Linked DNA regions of Sus scrofa: regions 1, 2 and 3 are each linked to region 4. A link is a contact called in public Hi-C, HiChIP or PLAC-seq and promoter capture Hi-C data. All regions are on one chromosome and are shown on one strand. Each heading gives the region's core, a stretch centred on a gene start, on an enhancer-like site or on the middle of the called end of the contact. The rest is flanking DNA. Distances are from core to core; before and after follow the strand shown. Region 1 holds the start of GBX1 (homeobox protein GBX-1). Region 2 holds the start of RHEB (Ras homolog enriched in brain). Region 3 holds the start of TMUB1 (transmembrane and ubiquitin like domain containing 1). Region 4 holds the start of NUB1 (NEDD8 ultimate buster 1).

The links. Promoter capture Hi-C pulls out the DNA fragments that hold promoters and counts their contacts. Hi-C and Micro-C count contacts between places; a contact is called where the count stands out from the background. HiChIP or PLAC-seq counts read pairs in DNA pulled down with a chosen protein or histone mark.
Region 1: a contact with region 4 is called in a promoter capture Hi-C map of fetal skeletal muscle, with 6 times the contacts expected there. The contact joins the promoter of GBX1 here to the promoter of NUB1 in region 4. A contact is called at or near these places in 1 of 5 promoter capture datasets (fetal skeletal muscle) and 1 of 47 Hi-C or Micro-C datasets (epiblast stem cells).
Region 2: a contact with region 4 is called in an H3K27ac HiChIP or PLAC-seq map of alveolar macrophages. The contact joins the promoter of RHEB here to the promoter of NUB1 in region 4. A contact is called at or near these places in 1 of 47 Hi-C or Micro-C datasets (liver) and 2 of 2 datasets of contacts at active chromatin or transcription factors (alveolar macrophages and skeletal muscle).
Region 3: a contact with region 4 is called in a Hi-C map of liver, with 2.3 times the contacts expected there. The contact joins the promoter of TMUB1 here to the promoter of NUB1 in region 4. A contact is called at or near these places in 1 of 47 Hi-C or Micro-C datasets (liver) and 1 of 2 datasets of contacts at active chromatin or transcription factors (alveolar macrophages).

The regions. Positions count from the first base shown.
Region 1 is chr18:6,056,509-6,061,800 of Sscrofa11.1, forward strand. It overlaps GBX1 (homeobox protein GBX-1), which reads left to right and starts at 2,380. Exons shown (of 2, transcript XM_003360076.4): 1 at 2,380-2,952. The coding sequence starts at 2,421.
Region 2 is chr18:5,777,508-5,782,702 of Sscrofa11.1, forward strand. It overlaps RHEB (Ras homolog enriched in brain), which reads left to right and starts at 1,932. Exons shown (of 8, transcript NM_001287846.1): 1 at 1,932-1,983. The coding sequence starts at 1,932. It overlaps LOC102162623 (a long non-coding RNA gene), which reads right to left and starts at 1,613. Exons shown (of 3, transcript XR_002340246.1): 1 at 556-1,613.
Region 3 is chr18:6,140,456-6,145,061 of Sscrofa11.1, forward strand. It overlaps TMUB1 (transmembrane and ubiquitin like domain containing 1), which reads left to right and starts at 1,996. Exons shown (of 3, transcript NM_001244336.1): 1 at 1,996-2,034; 2 at 2,965-3,383; 3 at 3,641-4,440. The coding sequence starts at 2,995. The coding sequence ends at 3,992. AGAP3 (arf-GAP with GTPase, ANK repeat and PH domain-containing protein 3) reads right to left here. Exons shown (of 18, transcript XM_021078868.1): 1 at 4,568-4,606.
Region 4 is chr18:5,927,179-5,932,444 of Sscrofa11.1, forward strand. NUB1 (NEDD8 ultimate buster 1) reads right to left here and starts at 1,803. Exons shown (of 15, transcript XM_013990737.2): 1 at 1,669-1,803. The coding sequence starts at 1,739.

The DNA.
Region 1 (5,292 bases), core at 1,130-3,629, 130 kb after region 4:
CATGGAAGTTCCCAGGCCAGGGGTCAAATTGGAGGTACAGCTGCCGGCCATTGCCACAGCCACAGCCAGGCAGGATCCAAGCCGGATCTGCAAACTACACCACAGCTCATGGCAATGCCGGATCCTTAACCCACTTAGGGAGGCTAGGGACTGAACCCACATCCTCATGGATACTAGTCGGGTTCCTAACCTGATGAACCACAACGGGAACTCCCTACAATACACGTTGAAGTCTGGTCTTCCATATTGGTACCAGGGAGTGCTTGGTTAATTTTACAAAGAGTTCCGAAAAATATCTTTAGGAGGACGGATAAGGGTTATCCTTGTACATTGGCAGTGAGTTGGTGCTCCCAGACTTAAGGCATCTCTTCTTTCCATGCCGACATCTTCCCACCAGACTCGTCCCCCAGAAGTTTCACTGAGTTGATTGTAGAGCCCAAGATGGATCAGGATTGCGCCGAAACCACACTTCTCTCCCCTTACCTCTTGGACGCATGTATCATCAGCCAAGCATAACCAAAGAAAGCTCCTTGGACCCCACCCTCTTCTGTCCCACTCTGGTGACCGTGTGTGGTGACAGGGTAATGCCTCAGCTTAACGTGAGTGGTGTTCATAGACCAACACAACACCCCTGAACTGGACAAAGGTCACTGAGATCCAGAGCTTCCTCCTGTCCTGCACAGTCTTGAGACTCTGAGATGCTGGTGTAGGTTTTCCTCTGAACCAAATAACTTCCCCTGTTTAGACTGCAGCTTCCTAAACGTGCCTGGCTTCGCTATTATTAATCCCAACTTGCCTGCCTCTCCTTGGCCCCACTTGAAGAACTGTTTCCCAGTGCCCAGATGACCCTCGTTGAGCTGGCCAGGCTTATTCTGTCTCCCGAAGTTCCCGTCACTCTTCTTCTGCTGACTCGCCTGTCCTAAAAGCCTTAGGCTCCGCGGACCCGACCCTGCTATCAACCAAAAGTGCCCGTGACTTTTTGCCTCCAGATTGTCAACTCTTACTTCTGGGAATCGGGAGGAGGGGGAGGGTAAAAGGCGCCGCCATCGCTGCGACTGAGAAGGGGGGAGGTGAGCAGAGTCATCCGCAATTAGCGGATAATTAGCGCCGCTGACCCTTGGGGCTCATCAGCGCTCCTGGGGCCAGCCCCCAGCAATCAGCCAGGGCAGGTCGAGAGTGTCAGGCCCGGAATGAATAGGGCTCATCAGCGGCGCTGGAGTCGGGGAGCCAATCAGGGAAATTAATAGCGCAGGAGAGGGAGAGAGCGCGAGGGAGGGAGGCAGAGATAGACAGACAAGCAGACAGACGAGACAGAGATACAGGCGAGAAATGGGGGGGGGGTGTAGAATGAGGCGGACCGGGATGGGGTGTGAGAAAGAGGAACAATCGAGTAGGACAGGGACAGAAACGAGGGCAGGAAAGGGAAGGGGGAGGAAGAGGGAGGGAGGAAAGTGAGAGGAATGGTAAGTCCTTGGCAGAGTGTGGGCACTCGAGGAAATTAGCCACAGAGGCCAGCGTGAGGGACTCGGGGGTCCGCGACGGAGGAGAGAGTGAGGAAGAGCCCGAGCCGGGAGGAGAGAGGGGGACTTGGCTCCACCGGGGACGGAAAGGGCCCGGCGTTGAGAGGCCCTGGAGCCGCGGCGCCCGGCGGCCGAGCGCGCCCCCTGCCGTCCCCGCCTCGCCGCCCGAGGGGGCGCCGAGGTCCCGTCCCGCCCGCCGCGCCGCGCCGTCCGCCCGGGGGCCGAGGAGGGGACGTCGCGGGCGGGCGGGCCGGCCGGCGGGGAGGCGCGCTCGGGGGACTGGCCCGGAGTCCGAAGGAGGGCGGCGCCCGGGGCGGGGGGCTCTGCGGTCCAGCCCCGCCGCGCGCTCGGTCCCCGCCGGGGCCACCTCCCAGTCCCTGCTCCCAGTCGGCGCCCGGGGCTGGGGGGGCGGGGGGGCCGGGCTGGGTGGAGGGCGGGGCACCGGCCCGGCAGCTGCGGCCGCCTTCTCGTCCGCCGCAAACTTTCACAAAGCGGCGTGTCCGGCCTCATCAATCTCCATTAATAATAGTTGGTTGGGCTGCGGGGGCGGGCGGGGGTCCCGGGCCGGCCGGCCGGGCCGCTGGGAACGGGCTCTGCGGAGGGAGCGGGAGCCGGGCGCGGCGGCTGCGGGCGGAGGGAGGAAGTGAAGCGTAATTTGAGGAAGATGGATGAGTCCGGAGGGCGACACCCCCAGCCCGCCCGCTCGCCCGCCCCCTCCCTCCTTATGAGAGCGAGGGAGCGCCGCGCCGGAGCCACACTGCGCCGAGCCCGCGCCCCGCCGCCACCTCGGCCCGGGAGCCAGGGAGCGAGCCCTGCGTGTCCGCGCGGGGCGCCCGAGCCGCGGGGCGCACGGCGGCGCCCGGAGGGGAGCGCCCCGGGGCGGCCGCAGCTCCGGGCGCGATGCAGAGAGCCGGAGGCGGGGGCGCCCCCGGGGGCAGCGGCGGGGGCCCGGGCACTGCCTTCTCCATCGACTCGCTGATCGGGCCCCCGCCGCCGCGCTCCGGCCACTTGCTCTACACCGGCTACCCCATGTTCATGCCCTACCGGCCGCTCGTGCTGCCGCAGGCGCTGGCCCCCGCGCCGCTGCCCGCCGGCCTCCCGCCCCTGGCCCCGCTCGCCTCCTTCGCCGGCCGCCTCACCAACACCTTCTGCGCGGGGCTGGGCCAGGCCGTGCCCTCGATGGTGGCGCTGACCACCGCGCTGCCCAGCTTCGCGGAGCCGCCCGACGCCTTCTACGGGCCCCCGGAGCTCGCCGCCGCCGCCGCCGCCGCCGCGGCCGCCGCCACCGCCGCCCGAAACAACCCCGAGCCGGGCGGCCGACGCCCGGAGGGCGGGCTGGAAGCCGAAGAGCTGCTGCCCGCCCGGGAGAAAGTGGCAGAGCCCCCGCCGCCCCCGCCTCCGCACTTCTCAGAGACTTTCCCAAGTCTGCCGGGTAAGTGCTGCGGCCGACGGGGCGCCGGGCGGGAGGCTCGTTCACCTGGAAACCCCTGCCCGCCGCCGGCTCCGAACCTCGGCACCTGCCTGGAGCCCTGGAATCCTAGACCCCCCGGTGGCGGGTTCTGCGGAACCCCCTCCACTTCCGTTCCCAACGCGGCACCTCTAGGTCCCAGGAGGGCCGCCCTGCTCTGTCTCCAGAGTGCCCGACGCCTCACCAAGCGCCTCCCAGAGCTGCCCGCCAGATTAGTGCCTTTCCTCCCAGTAGCCGGCCCTGCAGCCGCGGCTCCCCCGTCTCCTCCTCGGAACCCCTTCATTTTTCTCCTCTGCGGGGAATAGAGAGGCGGCGAGTGTGGGATGCCTGGGGACGGCGGCAGGACCCCTGGGGGGATACAGTGAGGCAGCTGTCAGTTCAGGGAGGGCTTCCGAGACCTCAGGGGCAAAGGGAGGGTCTTAAAGTGGTGCCGGCAGGTGTTGATGGCCGGCTTTCCTCTCAGTTGTAGAGGGCACTTCTGAATTGGCCCAGGTAGAGCGAAGCTTGAGGAACAAACTAGGGGTCCTAAAAGATGATTAGCTGGCAGGGGACCGGCTGGGCTTGATTGGGAGACCGAGGGAAAGGCGAGAGGCTGAAGAGGGTTGGGTGTGGCCTGGAGTCCAGAATCCACCTAAGATTCTGGAACCAGTGAGATCCAGCTAAGAGCTAATTCAGGAACCCTGGCCCCTCCAGGAGGCCTTCTCCCCACAGAGGCAAGTGTCTTCAAACCGAAACCTGTTTAGAATCCCTCTAAACAGGCCTCCCTACCTATCCTTAATCCCTAGAAGCTGGAGAGGCTTTCCGCTATCCAGGAGCAGGTTCAGGTGTGCTGAGATCCAAAGCTTATAGGATTTGGTGGGTGGGCTCTAGTGAAGGGAAAACGGGGACTGCTGCGTGCGAGTGTGGGCTTCCTGAAGCTTCAAGTTCTTTAGCATCAGAATGAACCTGACTCTGCTTCACACACCCAGCTTGGCAGGTGGAAGTGACCCCAGGGGGCCTGGGGGCCACCCGAGGGGAGACACGGAGATAGATGCAGGAGTCCTTTTGTCCTTGGCTAGGAGAGAGCAACTCCTGGATAGGTTTCTGGGCCCTTCCTTGAAATTGTCCAAGGGGCTAATACATCTCGACCCCAAGGGCTGCTGTAGAATCTGCTTTCCTCTTCTTTCCCCTTTAGCCTGGGCCCTTTGGCTTTGGGGATTCGGCTCCTGTCTTTTGCCCACTGGTTGGACCAGGAGGAGCCACAGACTGAAGTCTGAGCATCCCTAGGGAGGACTGGAAGGTGGGAGGAGATGTCCACAAGATGTGGGGGGAGGAGCAGCCGACAGGGCGATGGGAAGAGGCAAGGGTCTGTGGGGGTGGGGAACAGGATAGTCCCCAGGCAGAGAGGGCAAGGCGGGCATCAGAAGGTTGGCTTTGGAGGCAGTAGGAGCCCGGAGGACAGAACCGGACACCCCCCGGAGGAAGGGATGCACTGAGGGGGCGGGGCTGGGGGGTAGCCCCCTGGCATGGGGAGACACCCGGCCTCCTCGTTCAGCTTCCCCTCAGTTCTTATTTTGACCCCTTTGTATAGTGGGGGCTCTTTTCTGAAGCAGGTAGAATGTTGGCTGTAAAGCCAGACATTGAGAGAGAGAGAGAGAGGAAGGAATAGCAGAGGGAAAGAACAGAAGAGACATATTGAGGGTAGGAGAGAGGAAAGGACGAGCGAACGAGCAGCGTGCCCACATTCTCCAGAGGGAACGTGAGAGAGCAGAGGGCCGTCGATGGGGATGATGAGTGCAGGGTTCCAGCCTTGGCTGATGAAAACGGAACAGTATTTCTGGGCCAGAAGAGTGTGTGTGTGTGTGTGTGGAAGAGTTCTGTCTTGAGAGGATTTGAAAGGAGCTAAATAAATACCCTAGTAGGAACCAGGGAAAAGTTTCCACACACAGAGTAAATTTTTTTTTTTTTAAGCCACACCCGGGGCATGTGGAGGTGACCGGGCCAGGGAGTGAACCTGCGCCACTGCAGTGACCCCAGCCGCTGCAGTGACAATGGCCGACCCTGGACCCGCTGTGCCACAGGAGAACTCCCGGGAGTAACTTTTAAAAAGGTTTTAAAAATGTTATGCTGGGAATGATAGGAAACTGGAATTTTTATAGAGAGAAGGATGAAGGAAAGAGCTTCCTCACCTGAAGAAATTGCTGGAAGCCGAAGGAGATTGATTGCTGTTCTCGGAGTACAGACAAGGGATTTCTTTGCGAAGAATGATGGGAAGGGAACCTTAGGGAGGAAGAGTTTGGGGAAGTGTTGACGTCAAGGTGATGG
Region 2 (5,195 bases), core at 682-3,181, 150 kb before region 4:
TCACAACCCACCAGGGAATCTAGGACCATCAGTTCAAAATACTGCAGGAGGGGTATTCAAATCCACAGGATAAAATTCCATTTTAAGACTTGAGTCTTTTTTAAATATTTCAACTAATTATAGAGTGGAATGCAAAAACCCATTAGAATAAAATACAACTTCAAAGAGATGTCTCACTCCCCGCGGGTGGCCTGGGGCTTCAATCTGCAGACGTGAACGTGCGCTCCTCCTCCCCCATGAGTGCCGCAAGTGGATGGTGGAAGGATTCTGCCTTAATGTCGGTTAGTGTCCTAACTCGACGAGGCAACAAGGTGTATTTATGGGGCTGTCACCTCTAAATCTTCCTACCAAGGAATCTGGTCCTGCCGCTCGGAGCTCCGCAGGCGGGGGGAGGGCCCCGATTCCGTGCTTGCTGGGAAAGGCCGTGACCAGAGAGCCGTGATCCTACTCAGCCACGCAGCTCAACACTGTCAACAGCCCGAGGACAGCAAGGGACACTGGTAGGAGTGGAGGGTCTCTGCTCCTTCCACAACCACCAAGGGCAAGGACACCTACCATGACACTGGTCTCCGCGTCTGGAAAGCGCCCACGGCATCCTCGTTTCTCAGGTCTGGCTCACCTTCTTTCTGCATGACCCACGCCTCCCAGGCTGCCGTCCCTTCCTGCACCCCAACATTGGTGCCACGTCAAGGGCCCTTCGCCAACACAACTGAAGAAAGGGGTTGCCAGTAAACCATTTGTGGAAAATACACCAGTCTCCCTTTACCAGAGAGACCAGCCTGTGAACTCAGCCGTCTTAAATCCCCTCTGGAAGGACGTTTCTAGAGAGTTCCCAGCTAAGGGCAGGTGTTTGAGCTCGACTACTGAATTAGCCACGAAGGTGTGGAGAGTTAAAGATGTGTTGACTTGCGCTATTTTTCCCCGTCAGGTGTGTCGGATCTGCTTATCCCAGGGTTGAGACAACTGAGGTGGCGCACACTTTTTTTTAAAAATGCGTATTTTGAATTACTGCGTTCCAGTCTTCCCACAGGCCTTCATCCATAGATGATACTAAGTCACAACCTACACCCTCAAACTTAGACTGACACCAATATAGCAAAGGGCTAAAAAGAAAAAAACTTCACGCAAGGTAACAACCGCAGCGAGCAACCGCCAAGCGACCTGCGCCTCGCGCCTTTTAAGGGCTCTGCGAGCGCGAGTCCATCAACCGCTCAGCGTTCTACCAATCACCTCACCTCTCAATCTTTCCCCGCCCCTTCCCCCGATCTAACCAATCACTAGGAAGCTGGCGTCCCTCCGCCCCTCCCACCCGCCTCCAGACGTTCGAAGCCTGCAAAGCTCACTAACGCCCAAACGCGGGCTGAGCGTCGGAATTTATTTTTAGCTCCCGGGCAAGCAGCCCCGCCTCTGGCTCCGCCTCTTCACCGCCCCCAATGGGAGAAGGAGTTTCCGCCGCGTCATCGCGCGGGCGGGTGGGAACTGTCCAATCAGCGCTCGGGGAAAACTGGCGTAATTAAAAAGCGGCGGAAGCCGGTGGGAGGGTCATGACGCAGCGAGTTTCAGTCGTGACTTTTCTAGGGGCATTTCGGCGTCTCCTGTTTTTCCCTTTAAAGTAAAACGCCTGCCCGGCGCACCCCTGTGCGTCTCGGGGACGGGGGCGGCCGCAGCGGCGGAAGGGCGACGCTGACGCGAGCCGCTGCAGGGGGGCGGCCCCGGCGGCCGCGCGCGGTCACGTGGGCGTGTTTGGGGGCGGGGCCGCGCGGCGGTTCCGGGCGGTTGAGCGCGCGAGCCAGGAGCCAAGGCAGCCGCGCCCGCCCGCCCCGCCCCTGGATGCCGCTCTGCCCCGGCGCGGCAGCCGCCGATCGCAGCACAGGAGCCGCCGCCGCCGCCGCGGTTGATGTGGTTGGCCCGGGGCTTGTGAGGCCGCCAAGATGCCGCAGTCCAAGTCCCGGAAGATCGCGATCCTGGGCTACCGGTCTGTGGGTGAGTGGCGGGCGCCGCGCGGCCTCCTCGAGCCAGGGCCCGGCCTCGCCTGGGGGCCGGGACGCGGCGGGCCGGGCCAAGTTTGGGGCCGGCGCGGCCATGTGGCGGCCGCGCGTTTCGTAACCAGCGGTCCGCCGCCGCCACCTCCATTTTGAGCGGAGGCGGCGGCGAGGCCGGGCCCGTGGGGCGGCGGGCGGCCCGGGAGCGGGGAGGACGTGTCTGGGAGGCCTCGGGCGGACGGGGAGTTCCGGCGGTCCCGCGCCGGGCACGCGGTGCGGGGTCTACCGCTCTGCCAAACTGCCGCGAGGCCCCCCAAAGGCAGAAGTCGCACCTGTCCCTCTTCACCTCGCCGCGGCGAGCTGTCGTGATCGTTGCTGGCCTTTGCACCCCCCAAATTCAAGTCCGTGGGGTTTTAACAAAGGAAACTGTGCCTTGGGGTTTTTTTCCTATGCGTGAAGTTCAACGTTTTAAAGGAAACTGGGGACCTAGAGGACGTTTGGCTACAGAGGGCAAGTTTCCTACGAAAGAAACCCAAGAGCCCTCTTCGGAAGCCTCCTGGATGCTGCCAGCGGCCGAAGTAGAAAAGCAGGGAAAGAGAAATTTCTGCTTTCTCGGTGTCCTATTTTTCTACGGGAAAAAATAAGGTCAGGTACTTGTAACCAGGCTGGTGAAGTGATTCAAAAGTTACCCCCCCACCCCGCCGCCGCCGCCACTGAACAAGATTGACATATATCTGTAACTGTTCCTGACAGTAGCTTTTTAGCCTAACGGAGGTGGTCTGGGGTGGGATGGGGGTAGACCGGGTGCCAGAAAACGAGAAAACAGCCGTTGACCTAACCATGCTTTAGGGTGAGGCTTTATTGTCTTTGACAACCGGAAGCCTGGAGAAATTACGATTATCTTTTCGTGTTGTTTTTAAGAACTGTTTAAGGGAAATGTGCACTTGACCGCGGGGTGGGGGGGCGGCTGCCGGGTGAAAGCGGGTGTTTGGAGTCTGTGGTGATTGCAGAAGGAGGTAACGGTAACTGCCCTAGGAACGCTTTTCACCGCCAACTCCCCGACCTCGCTTTCTGTTCTGCTTCTTCACCCCCATTTTCCACGGCCGGTGCCAGGGTCTATGCTCTTTGACCAACATCAGCTACAGCGTGCTTACTCATCCTTTTATCATCCCTCTCCGGTCAAAGGGGTGGGGGTGGGGGGAATCAGGGGCTGAGAGGTGCTTGTGTAGTGAGAAGGGGCGCCCAGAGTCATAGGGGTAACTCTGGTACGGTGCAGTGCCAGATGTGTGGAGAAGAGTAGGTGGCAGCCGTAACAGCTGCAGCTGGGAAGTACCGTGTATCAAATTGAGGCTTTCAAAGTCTACACAGCCCCAAGTGCCCATGTGGAACCTGGCATCCAACCTCTGTTGGCAGCTTAAATCACCTAGCCCTGGCTTGTCCGTGGTCTTTAGTTCCTCCCCTGGCTTGTGAAGAGAGGGGGGACCGTGACATATCCTGGCTCTTGAGTGAGTTCTAGCTAATCAGATACATAGCGCCCACTAATTAAAGGTAGCAGTTACAGGTGACTTGAACCCGAATAATCAAGTTACAGGTGATAAGTACCTGGGCTCCCTGATTTCAGCGGAAGAGAGATTCTTGGTGGTGGTTCTGTTCTTCAGTGAATAAGCCTCGCATTTGCTCTCACTGTTTTGCTAAAGAAGTTCCTCGTATCCAACTAAAACCTGTTCTTTTTGTATCTTCCTTCTAGCCGTCATCCTCTTAGAGACCCAGATGAGACAGGTCACCCCTTTGTCTTCTCTTTTCAACTGCTGTTAGTTAAAGTATTGTACTAAAGCAGCCTCCAGTGGGGTGCAAGGTATATTTGGTCCCTATTTTTTGTGCCTTCAATATGTTATACTGCTTGTAGCCCACTCAGTTGTCTCCATATTTGTTTTCACATGGGGTGATGATTAAAGTGAAATGTATTTTAGAAGTTCCCCTGTAGGTCAGTGGGTTAAGAACCCGACCAGTATCCATAAGGACGCGGTTTCTATCCCTGGCCTCGCCCAGTGGGTTAAGATCTGGCGTGGTTGTGGCGTTGTGGCATAGGCCGGCAGCTGCAGCTCCACATTCAGCCCCTTGTCTGGGAACTTCCATATGGTGAGGGTGCAGCCCTAAGAAGGGGAAAGGAAAAAATAAGTAAAGCGAAACGTATTTTGCAGAGGTTAAATTATTCCCAATCTTTGCCTTTGCTTTTGCATTTGATCACCTTTGTTGTGAACCAGGACATTTGTAGCTTGTGGGGTCTTTTGTTTTGCCAGCGTCAAAAAGGGAAGTAATCCCCTGATTGCATGTACTAATAACCACTCTCCAGAGAATGAGTCAGTATTCAGACTTAGCAGTTTGGTGACACGTTTGCTTGCAAATGGTGCTGTACTGGAGAAATTTGAGTATGTGTATTTCTCGGTTGTGTTATTTTGTAATGCTAAGCTGTCGTGTCATATTGACTAAGGGTAAAGAGTGGCAGGAAAAGGCTAAGCTAGAAACCACACCTTTCTTAGAATGTTCGCTTGATTAAACGTGCCAGTTTGACTAGTAGAATACTTCTCATTGTGACATTGTCATGTCATAAACTTTATTTTAAAAGTTTGCTGTCAGGGGAGTTCCTGTCGTGATTCAACGGTTTTCGAATCTGACTAGCATCCATGAGGACGCAGGTTCGATCCCTGGCCTTGCCCCATGGGTTAAGGATCCAGCATTGCCGAGAGCTGTGGTATAGGTCACAGCTGTGGCTTGGATCTCAAGTTGCTGTGGCTGTTGTGTAGGCCAGCAACTATAGCTCTGATTCAACCCCTATCCTGGGAACTTCCATATACTATGGGTTCAGGCCCAAAAAGACCAAAAAAAGAAAAGTTTGCCTTCAAATAAAACTGCTAAATACAATGATTGTTTTACTACTTGGATTTCAAATTTTGTGATTTTTAAAAACATTGATAAAACTACCAGTGAGGAAAATTAAATTCTCAGGTAACTTATACAACTTTTTTTCCGGAAGTACTTTTCCTGTTATTTACAGTGTTAAGCTTTTAAGGACACGTCACCTATAATACAGGCTGGCCTTCAGGGAGTGCTTTGTATTAATTGTTTCAGTGGCAGCCAATTGTACGAGCTCCCGTACCTCCCATTGTTTCTAATGCAAACGGGGGATAGGAGGAAACTAAACTTAAACGAAGT
Region 3 (4,606 bases), core at 746-3,245, 210 kb after region 4:
AAGAAGGTTGCACAGGTATCTTCCAGCAGAAATGCTAAAGGTAAAGAGCCCTCCAAAGTGTTGCCCTGGCCGCCAGCACCTACCTGTTTGGCTAATCACCTGTCTCTTCTATTAGGAAAGGAGCCACATGCAGGCATAGGGTCTGATTCACCACTGTATTCCCAGCTTCTCATTCCGGCCTGGCACTTAGTATACATTTAATAAATATTTCTAGAATAAATGAATAAGTGGGAGGGAAGGAATGAGAGACAGATAGTTCTGTATGTTATAAATCTAAACAGCCCCAATGCAACATTTGGAGAGCTTGCTCCCACAAGAAGGTATCTGCCTTTGGAACACAGGTTATATTAGTTTTAATTAAGTTTGGCTTATAGAGTTCCCTGGTGGTTCAGTGGGTTAAGGATCCAAGTTGTCAGTGCTGTGGAACAGGATGGATTCCTGGCCCTGGGAACTTCTGCATGCCGCAGGTGCAAGCAGGAAAAAGAAAAAAAAAAAAAAAGACTGGCCTGTAAAATCAAGGATGTGAGATCTCTGTGGCTATAGGAGCCCAGAGAAAGGAGAGAAAAACCCACGGAAAGGAATGGGCCCAGGCCAGGCTGAGGCTCGACATCCCCTACATAGCAACACTCTAAGATCTGGGTGGAAGGAGTGTTCTAATACTAAGTGAACAAATATCCACCGTGTGACAGCTCCTCTGCATAATTTTCACACTTATTTAATAAAACACCTAATTTTTCTTGCAATTGCCTTTAAAAAAATTTTTTTTGTATTTTTTATTCTTTTAGGGCCATACCTGAGGCGTATGGAGGTTCCCAGGCTAGGGATCAAATCGGAGCTGCAGCTGCTGGCCTACGCCACAGCCACAGCCACGCCAGATCAGAGCCGAGTCTGTGACCTACACCACAGCTCATGGAAACGATGGATGCTTAACCCACTGAGTGAGGCCAGGGATCAAACCTGCATCTTGATGGATACTAGCCAGATTCTTTTTTTTGTCTTTTTGCCCTTTCTAGGGCCACTCCTGTGGCATATGGAGGTTCCCAGGCTAGGGGTCGATTAGTCAGATTCTTAACCCGCTGAGCTACAACAGGAACTCCACAATTGCCTTTTGAGGTATGTGTTGGGAACAGAGAAATTTAGGTTCAAAGACATTCAGTAAAGCACCCAAGGTCACATAGTTGATAAGCACAGGATAAGGGATCAGCATTTGTGCCACGTTCCAAAGTCTATGCCTCTTGCACAGTCTTTCGGGGGAAAGGGGAGGAGGGGACCTGGTAAATAAGCAGCCCAAGCCACCGTGGCCAGCCTGGTGGGGAAGCCCATGGATACTGGGCGCTGGGCTGAAGAGTCAATTTGGAGGATCCAGGATGACTTCTGGGGTCCACTCTGACTTAAAGTTCTTGTTGTGGCTCAGCGGATTAAAAACCCGACACAGTGTGAGGATGTGGCATGGATCCCTGGCCTCACTCAGAGGGTTAAGGATCCAGCGTTGTGAGCTGTGGTGTAGGTCGCAGATGCAGCTCGTATCTGGTGTTGCTAAGGCTGTGGTGCAGCCCGGCAGGTGCAGCTCCTATTCGACCCCTAGCCTGGGAACACCCATGTGCCGCAGGTGCGGCTGTAAAAAGAAAGAAGAGTAGGCCAAGGTAGGATCCACTCGAGCTTCCCCGATGCTGCTTCTGGAAACAGTGGTGCTCTAACAAGCTCCAGCTAACGCTGGTTTCTGGAGTAACAGATGCCCCAACTGCCCCGGGCAGGGGGCTGTCCCTGCTGTCGCCCAAACCTCTACGGGAGAGCACACCCCCCAAACCCAACCCCGCCGTCCCCTCAGCAATTTGCGGGCACTGGGACGAGACAGCCGAGTCCTGCCCGTGGATCCGCAGCGCGGAAGGCGGGGACTGCGCACCGCGCTGGACTACAAGTCCCACAATACTTCGCACGGCGGGGAAGCGGAGGGTGCCTCCAGGTGTCTGCGACCTCGCCACCTCCCGCCCGGAAGTGCCCGAGGGTCCGCTATGGAGCTGGCGGAGCCGGGCGGTGAGTCCTGCGTTCTGACCGCGCCCACCCCGCCGCCCCCGCCAGCTGGCCCCCGCTCGCCCCGCCCCGGGATCGGTCTGGCACTCCCGCCGCTGGGGTTGGGGGGCGGGCGGGAAGATGGGAGGGGTGATGGAGGATGGGGGTGGGGAGGCTAAAGTCTCGGATTCCGGCGGTATCTGGGGTCCTGCTGCGGGCTAGGTTTGGAGAGGCGTCTAAGAGGAGGCGCGGAACTGGGCCGACTCGGGGTGGAGTTTGAGTGGACCGAGGGGGGCCGAGTTGCGGTGGGGAGCAGCGACCCTCGGAGATTCCAGTTTGCCAAAGGGCTCGTTTCGACGTGGGGAAGCTTTAGGAAACTGTATCGTGTTACGGGTGGGAGGTTTGGGTAAATAGTAAAGGGGCGGGGGTGTGCTGTGTGTGTGTGTGTGTGTGTGTGTGTGTGTGTGTGTGTGTGTGTGTGTTCGTGGAGGAAAGCCTTTTGTGTGTCTGTGTGTGTCTGGAGACCTTTTTCTTCCCCCTTGGAGAAACTTTAGTGATGGAGGAATAGATAAACTTTGGGATGAATTAGATGGAAAGAATAGGTAAGCTTTGGGGTGAAGTTTGATGGGGGTTGAATTTAGGGGAGAGGTTGCTTAGAAGGTCAAGGCCTGACCTCTGAGTAGGATGTGGGTGAATTGGAGAGCTGGTTAAAGACCTAGAACTTAGGTTACAAAAAATTAGGACTTGGGGTTTGGTGATGGGAAGGGGCATGTGACCCAAGTCTGGGGCAAGCAAGAGGGAGAGCAGTCTGTGTCCCAGGGTGGGGTGTGGCTAAGTGGGCAAAGGAATTGGGACTGTGGGAGAGTTGTAGTGGGGTGGGGTCGGACGCCCCTGAAGTTCAGAGGGCTCTTGGAGGCTGAGCCAGCCCCTCATGGGTTCTTTGTGCCTCTCCAGCTCGGTAGCCCAGCGGGCAAGGCAGGTGCCATGGCCCTGATTGAAGGGGTGGGTGATGAGGTGACCATCCTTTTCGCGGTGCTTGCCTGCCTTCTGGTGCTGGCTCTCGCCTGGGTCTCAACACACACTGCCGAGGGCGTGGATCCACTGTCCCAGCCATCAGGGACCCCACCATCAACACAGCCCAGCGAAGCCATGGCGGTCACTGACAGCATCAGAGGGGAGGCCCCAGGAGCTGAGACCCCGAGCCTGAGACACAGAGGTCAGGCTGCACAGCCAGAGTCTGGCATGGGGCTCCCGGCCACACCGCCACCCCAGGACTCCCCCCAAGAGCCCCTCGTGCTACGGCTGAAATTCCTCAACGATTCAGAGCAGGTGGCCAGGGCCTGGCCCCACGACACCATTGGCTCCCTGAAAAGGTAAGCTGGGAAGAGGACGGGGTTGAAGTGGTAATGAGTCGGGTGGGAATGGTCACAGCGTGGAAGGGCCACCAGAGATGCTGATGGGAACTGAGGTCCCCAAGCCACTCACACGGTATTGTTCCTCTGAAGCAGGAGAGGCCCCTGCGGAGGGAGCCCTGGGTGGTAGGTGGAGGAGAGAAGTGAGAGAGTTGTTCTGGGCGAGGGGCCAGGATTGCCTGAGACCTGCTCTATTACCCAGGTCCCTCTCTCCTCAGGACCCAGTTTCCCGGACGGGAGCAGCACGTGCGACTCATCTACCAAGGGCAGCTGCTAGGAGACGACACCCAGACCCTGGGCAGCCTTCACCTCCCTCCCAACTGCGTTCTCCACTGCCACGTGTCCACCCGGGTGGGTCCCCCACACCCACCCTGCCCACCGGGGTCAGAGCCAGGCCCCTCCGGGCTGGAGGTAGGCAGCCTCCTGCTGCCCCTGCTCCTGCTGCTGCTGCTGCTGCTCTGGTACTGCCAGATCCAGTACCGGCCCTTCTTTCCCCTGACAGCCACCCTGGGTCTGGCCGGCTTCACCCTACTCCTCAGTCTCCTGGCCTTTGCCATGTACCGCCCGTAGTGCCTCCACGGGCTCTTGGCAGTGTCGCTGGCCCCTCCGGACCTTGCTCCCCACGACACGGTGGGAGCTGCTGTCTGCCCCGGCCGGCCTCTCCCACTTGCCTCTTCCCACTACCCTGGAGCCCAGCCCTGCGCCGCAGAGCGCTCCGGGGGCCGGCGGAGGCCCCTCCCTGTGACCTTCATGGCTCTGGGCCACCTTCTGGGGCTGCTGGCCCTCAGCCCCCACGGACAGTCAGCTCCTCCGGGTCAGACAGCTGCTGTCGCTGCCTCGGCCCTGGGCAGAGCCCGGCCACGCCCCTAGGCCCTTCTTAGTGTTCTGCCTGAAAACCCAGCCACCTCTAGTCCCTGAGAGCATCTTGAGCTGATTTAGGGACCCAAGGACGGGAGCGTGGGTGGGAAGGAGGGGGTTCTCTGGAACATGTGCAGATTAAATAACTGTGAAGTTTTCACTCTTGGTGTGTGCCTGCCTGTGTGGGCCCGTGGGGCAGGGAGCTCCTGCCCACTGGGAGAAAGACGGTAGAACGCGGGATCCGCAGCCGGACGGTCCTAGGTTCCGTGCTGGGCGCTCCCACTTACCAGGCACTTCGCCCTGCCCAACCTGCCCAGGCTGGCTGC
Region 4 (5,266 bases), core at 553-3,052:
TGTAGCCACCGGCCTACACCGCAGCTCACATTAACACTGGATCCTTAACCCACTGAGCAAGGCCAGGGATAGAACCCGCAACCTCACGGTACCTCGTTGGATTCGTTTTCGCTGCGCCATCACAGGCACTCCTCCTCATCTGATATTTAAATCAAGTTTGATAACTTAAGTGTATTCCATAAACAAGTGTTTTAAAAGAAAGCTCAAATTAATTTTACATCAACTTGGGGGTGAGAGAGGGTAATGATATGGAAGAAAAAAGGAATAAAGCCGTCAAAGAGGGGGCTGGGAGCATCCGGGTAGCCTATGAGAGAACTCCAGATTTTTCAAGCACTAACAAATGGCCTCTTACACAGAAAAGCCTATTAGTACTTATATGAATTAGCTTTTCAAACACAATTAACTGACATGACGTCAAAAAGTTCCCTACTCATATATCTTCAGAAATCTTGAGTAAAATGTCACTTGCATGTGTGGGGGTGGAGGGTGGGGACCATTTCACCAGGGCATTTACAGGAGCCTAGCTATTTGGAAGGTTCAATGCAGAACCCTCTGCCATTGCGTCCAAGCAACTTCCTAATATAACTTTCAAAGGGTTTCCTAAACCTAGTGTGTGGCCCACACTCCACCCAGCGGCAAATAAATAGCAAGAAGGGTCTAGGTCCCAACAGTTAGGGTTTGGAAAAAAGATTAAACCAGGTGTGTAGACCACACTCCACCCACTTGTAAATAAACAGCAAGGAGGGTCTAGGTCCCACCACTTAATGTTTGGAAAAAAAATTAAACCACTGTGTTGAAACTTACAAAACTTCTAGTTCTAGGGGTTACAGGCAACATAATAAACGAGGATATATATTTTAAATCAAATCAAAAGGGGGAAAAGACTAATAAATCAGTTTTCCATTTTAACTGGAGAACTGAAAGTTCCATGCGTGCCATAAAATGTTCAGTATCACGGCCCCTCCCCCCTCAAAAGCAGAAATTCATTAATACTATTGCTCTAAAATGAAAGTGAAAGGATATAATCCACTCCTTTATCATTTCACTTTCATTTCTGTAATAAATTCATTAATGCGACCTTTACCCAGAGCTTTTGAAATACATGACATATATATACATATATTCAAAATCCACTAATTTTTCTCTTAGGCAGACTAACACCATAATCTTGAATTTAAAAATAAGCGTACGGGAAGCAGTTGAGAAATAACAGAATGCGATAGTCAAGGCTGAAGAAAATAAACCGTGTTTCCTCATTAAACAGCAAAGAAAATCTGTCTTTGATTGCAAATAAACCCCAAATGGCATATTTGGAATAACAGTCCTACGATTCAAGCTTTTTGTAGGGCTAATTAGATTAACTTAAATATATATTTCTTTCTTTATTTCTGTCTCCCTCCAAAAGCAATACTTAAATCTTTTTTAAAAAATACCCACCACCCCTGCCCAACCCAGAGCAAACCTTGCGCCCGGCGAACGAACGAACGGCCGGCGCGTCCCGAACCCCCGAAGCCCCGGCCCGCAGCCCCCGGTTCCGGCCGAGCCTCGGCCCAGGGCGCCCACCGCCCGCCGCTGCAGTCGCGCCCGACTCGGGCGGGGAACGCGTCGGCGTCGAGCTGGGGGACCGGGGTCACCGCTGAGACACACGCTCGGCCGCCGTCTCCTCACCTGCGACACAACCGCGCCAGCAGCGACCCGCCGAGTGCCCGGATGCGACGGAGGCCGCCGTTTATTTTCATTCCGGGGTGAGGCCGGCCCCGCCCCCGCTGCCGCAGCCGCCCCGGACGCCGGGCCGCCCCGCCCCCGCGCGGCCGCGAGAAGGGATTGTGGGCGGGGCCAGGGCAGGGGAGGGTGGGGTTGTGGGTGGGCAGTGGGCGTGGCTAAGGCGGGACCAGGATGGGACCAGCTGGGGCGAGGACCCCGGCTGAGGGCAGATGTGGGCGGGGCAGAGGGAAGGGCGATGGGCGTGGCCCGGGCGGACCCGAGTGAGCGGGGACGGGCCTCCCCCACCGCCCCGGGACTTGCCGAAGGCCCAGGGCGGGGCTGGCGGGAAGTCCCCCGCCGGGAGCTGAGGGTGGGCTCCTCCCGGAACTGTGGAGACCCCGGGGCCGCTGGCCTGGCCCAAGTGGCCAGACTTCAGAGGAAACTGAACCTGGCTCCCTTTCTCCAGAAGCCTCGAAAGAGGCCCGAGCACCTTGCAGGAAGCCCATTTCCCCCCGGAAGGAGGGTCTGGACCTCCTGCAGGCGGGTCCGCCCCGCCCCCAGCTCTGGGCCGGGCCGAAAGCGCTGTGCCCCTTCAAGTCTGGCTTTTCATCCTGCCCCCTTCGCTCCGCCGGGGCCTCCCTTCGGTGAACTTCCCGGCCCCGCCGCCCTCGCCCTTCCCTCCCCGAGGGGCCTCTGCCACGCCGGTCTCCACACGCTGTCGACCGCCTGATGTGTGGAGATCCGCCTGCCGCCGGAGCGCTCTGCTCACCGCTGTGGTAAATACGCAGAAACCTATGGCTTGGCCTATGTCATGCGTCTAGGAAATGAGACAAGTGTGCATACAAACTAAGGGCAGTGTGTGAACTGCTCTGAGAACGAGCGCAGAGCCTGGGGTCGGGGTGAGAGGGGCTGCGCTCTGGTCCTGGCAGAGCTCAAAGATGCTTAGAATCCGGGAATGGAAGCTAGGGTCCAGGTCAGACCCCAGGAAGTTTGCTCGGATGAAGCTGTTGGCCCTTCCATTCCCGATTCCAAAGCCCATCCTTGGACCCGCTCTAGTACCGCCGTGGGGTCGGGCTTGACCGCGTGGGTCCCGCCCCTGGCAGGCTGGGTACCTGGGCAGGCTCCCAGCCTCTACTTCAACCAGCATGATAATACCCCTGCTGCGCTAGGACCTGTCCCTCTCACTGCACGGGGCAGCCCCCAGGAGAGGATTAGCACCATCACTTTTCCCAAAATGGAACTAGAATAACACCTGAAGCAGCAAGCTAAAGGGTGAGGCGGAACCTCTCCTGGTGCCTTTCCGTTCTCTGGGGGGAAACCTCGGGTAGAATATGCACCTAAATCCATTTTAGGGAAGAGAAAGTGTTCCCAGGGTGCCATGTGTGCCAGTGTACCTGGCCCCTGCCAGGAGGACACTGCACACAACCCAGGAGCAACTTCTGTTCCTCTTTTTATTCTGCTGACTTGCAGGCATTGTTCACCTGCCTAGCAGTGCATAGGAAGCTGGCAATTTTCTGTATCTTTCCTATAAGGAACTTTTAGCTCCCTAGCCTCCTTTGAGTACACCAACACTTAGAAAGTCTTTGAAATTAAGTTCTTTACCGTGGGTCAAATCAATTTCTTAGTCAAGGCAAAAGACAAATGGCAAAATGGGGGGAAATAGTGCCAATTAACACCAAAGAGAAATCTCTTTAGTATATAAAGAACTTTTACAATTTGATAAGAAAAAGGCCAAAATAGAAAACTGGGCAAAAGCTCCTAAAATACAATTCACTGAAAAGGGAATATAAATGGTTCATAAGTATATGAAAAATTACTAACCTCATTCATTATAAGATATTAAATATGAATAAAACTACACCAAAGTACCATTTTTTTACCTGTCAGGCTGAAAAAAAAATGAATACCACGTGATGATGGCAAGACTACTTGGAAATAAGCACCCTCTTACCATACTCGCGGGAGATTAAATTGATACAACTCTTAAGAGGCCAATATAGTAGAATCTATTAAAATGAAAAGGCAGGAGCTCCTGCTGTGGCCCAAGGGGACTGGTGGTATCTTGAGAGCTCTAGGACTCCAGTTCAATACCTGGCCCGTACTGGGGACAGGGGTTAAGGATCCCGCATTGCTGCAGCTTCAGCTTGGGTCAAGACTGCGGGTCAGATCTGATCATGCTGTGGGGCGGCCAAAAACGAAGAAAAAAAAAAAAAATGCATATTTTCTTTGACCCAATAATTCAACTTTTATTATTCTTAGTATATCTTATTAACTTGCCCCCTTTCTGTTATTCCTAATACTGGCGTTTAGTGGCTTCAAGTGCAATTTCCTGAGATGAAGAATCCTGAATTTGTGTTTGTGTTTTGGTTGTGATAGGTTTTGTGGTGATAAAGAACCAAGGAACTTCTACATAACTGATTTAACTTCCGTTGGCGTAAAACCAGAAAATCCTTAAATATCCTTTGCATGACAGTGAAATTTCGTGCTGAATGTTATCAATTCTTGCTAGAAAAACTGAAAAGAAACAGGAAGTTTTGGCAGTGCAGCTTTATTTATTGTTGCTTTGATCAGAACAATATACGTTCATTGGGATAAGTTCTGTGGTGACCTATTTTTTTTTTTTTATAGATGCGAAAACTGATTTAAAAGGAAAATAACTTCATTCTTGATTTTTCTATTTACAAATGGACATTTCTGGAGAGTGGTTGTAAACTGGGATGGGGGTTGAATGGCGATTGATACTTTTAGTCTGGTGGGTTTTCAGTTTCGATGATATTTGGAGCCATGGTCATTTGATTCAGCATCTTGGTTGGGCGAGAAGAACATAGAAGGAACAGAGGAAACAAGCAGGTGGACAGGGAGGTGTGTTCCCATCTGATTGGGAATAGATAATTTCAGTTACGATTGGAGAGGACAGAAACTAAAGAAGTTATGAAAAGACCAGGTAAGAGAGTTCCTTGCTGCTCAGGAAACAGAGCCTGAGAGAATGGATCTCGGGTACTTTGAGAAAGGAGCTGGCCTGCTCACCTGTGACTTGGGTGGAATCATTCTAGAAGCATGAAGTCCTCATGTTCTGTGTCCTGGTTTTGGGTCTCCGTTCAAATGTTTAATATAAATAGTCCACTCCTCTGTCTCCCAAAAGATGCAGAGGCAATGTGCTAACGTTGAAAAGAAAAAGAAGTAAGGGCCCAGATGCTCAAGTGAACCAAATCATGGTATCAGCACTATGGAATTAAGGTTCGGACAATTTTTCTGTGTTCTACTCTTTGACCCTTTTTTTTTTTTTTTTTTTTTTTTTTTTTAGGGCCGTACCTGCGGCATATGGAGGTTCTCAGGTTAGGGGTTGAATTGGAGCTGTCGCTGCCGGCCACAGCCACAGCCTCAGCAATGCCAGATCCAAGCCATGCCTGTGACCTACGTCACAACTCACAGCAACGCCGGATCCTTAAGCCACCCAGCAAGGCCAGGATCGAGTCCTCATGGATACTGGTCGGGCTTGTTACTGCTGAGCCACGATGGGAACTCTGAGCCCATTTTTTTTTTTTTCTTTTTATAGCTGCAC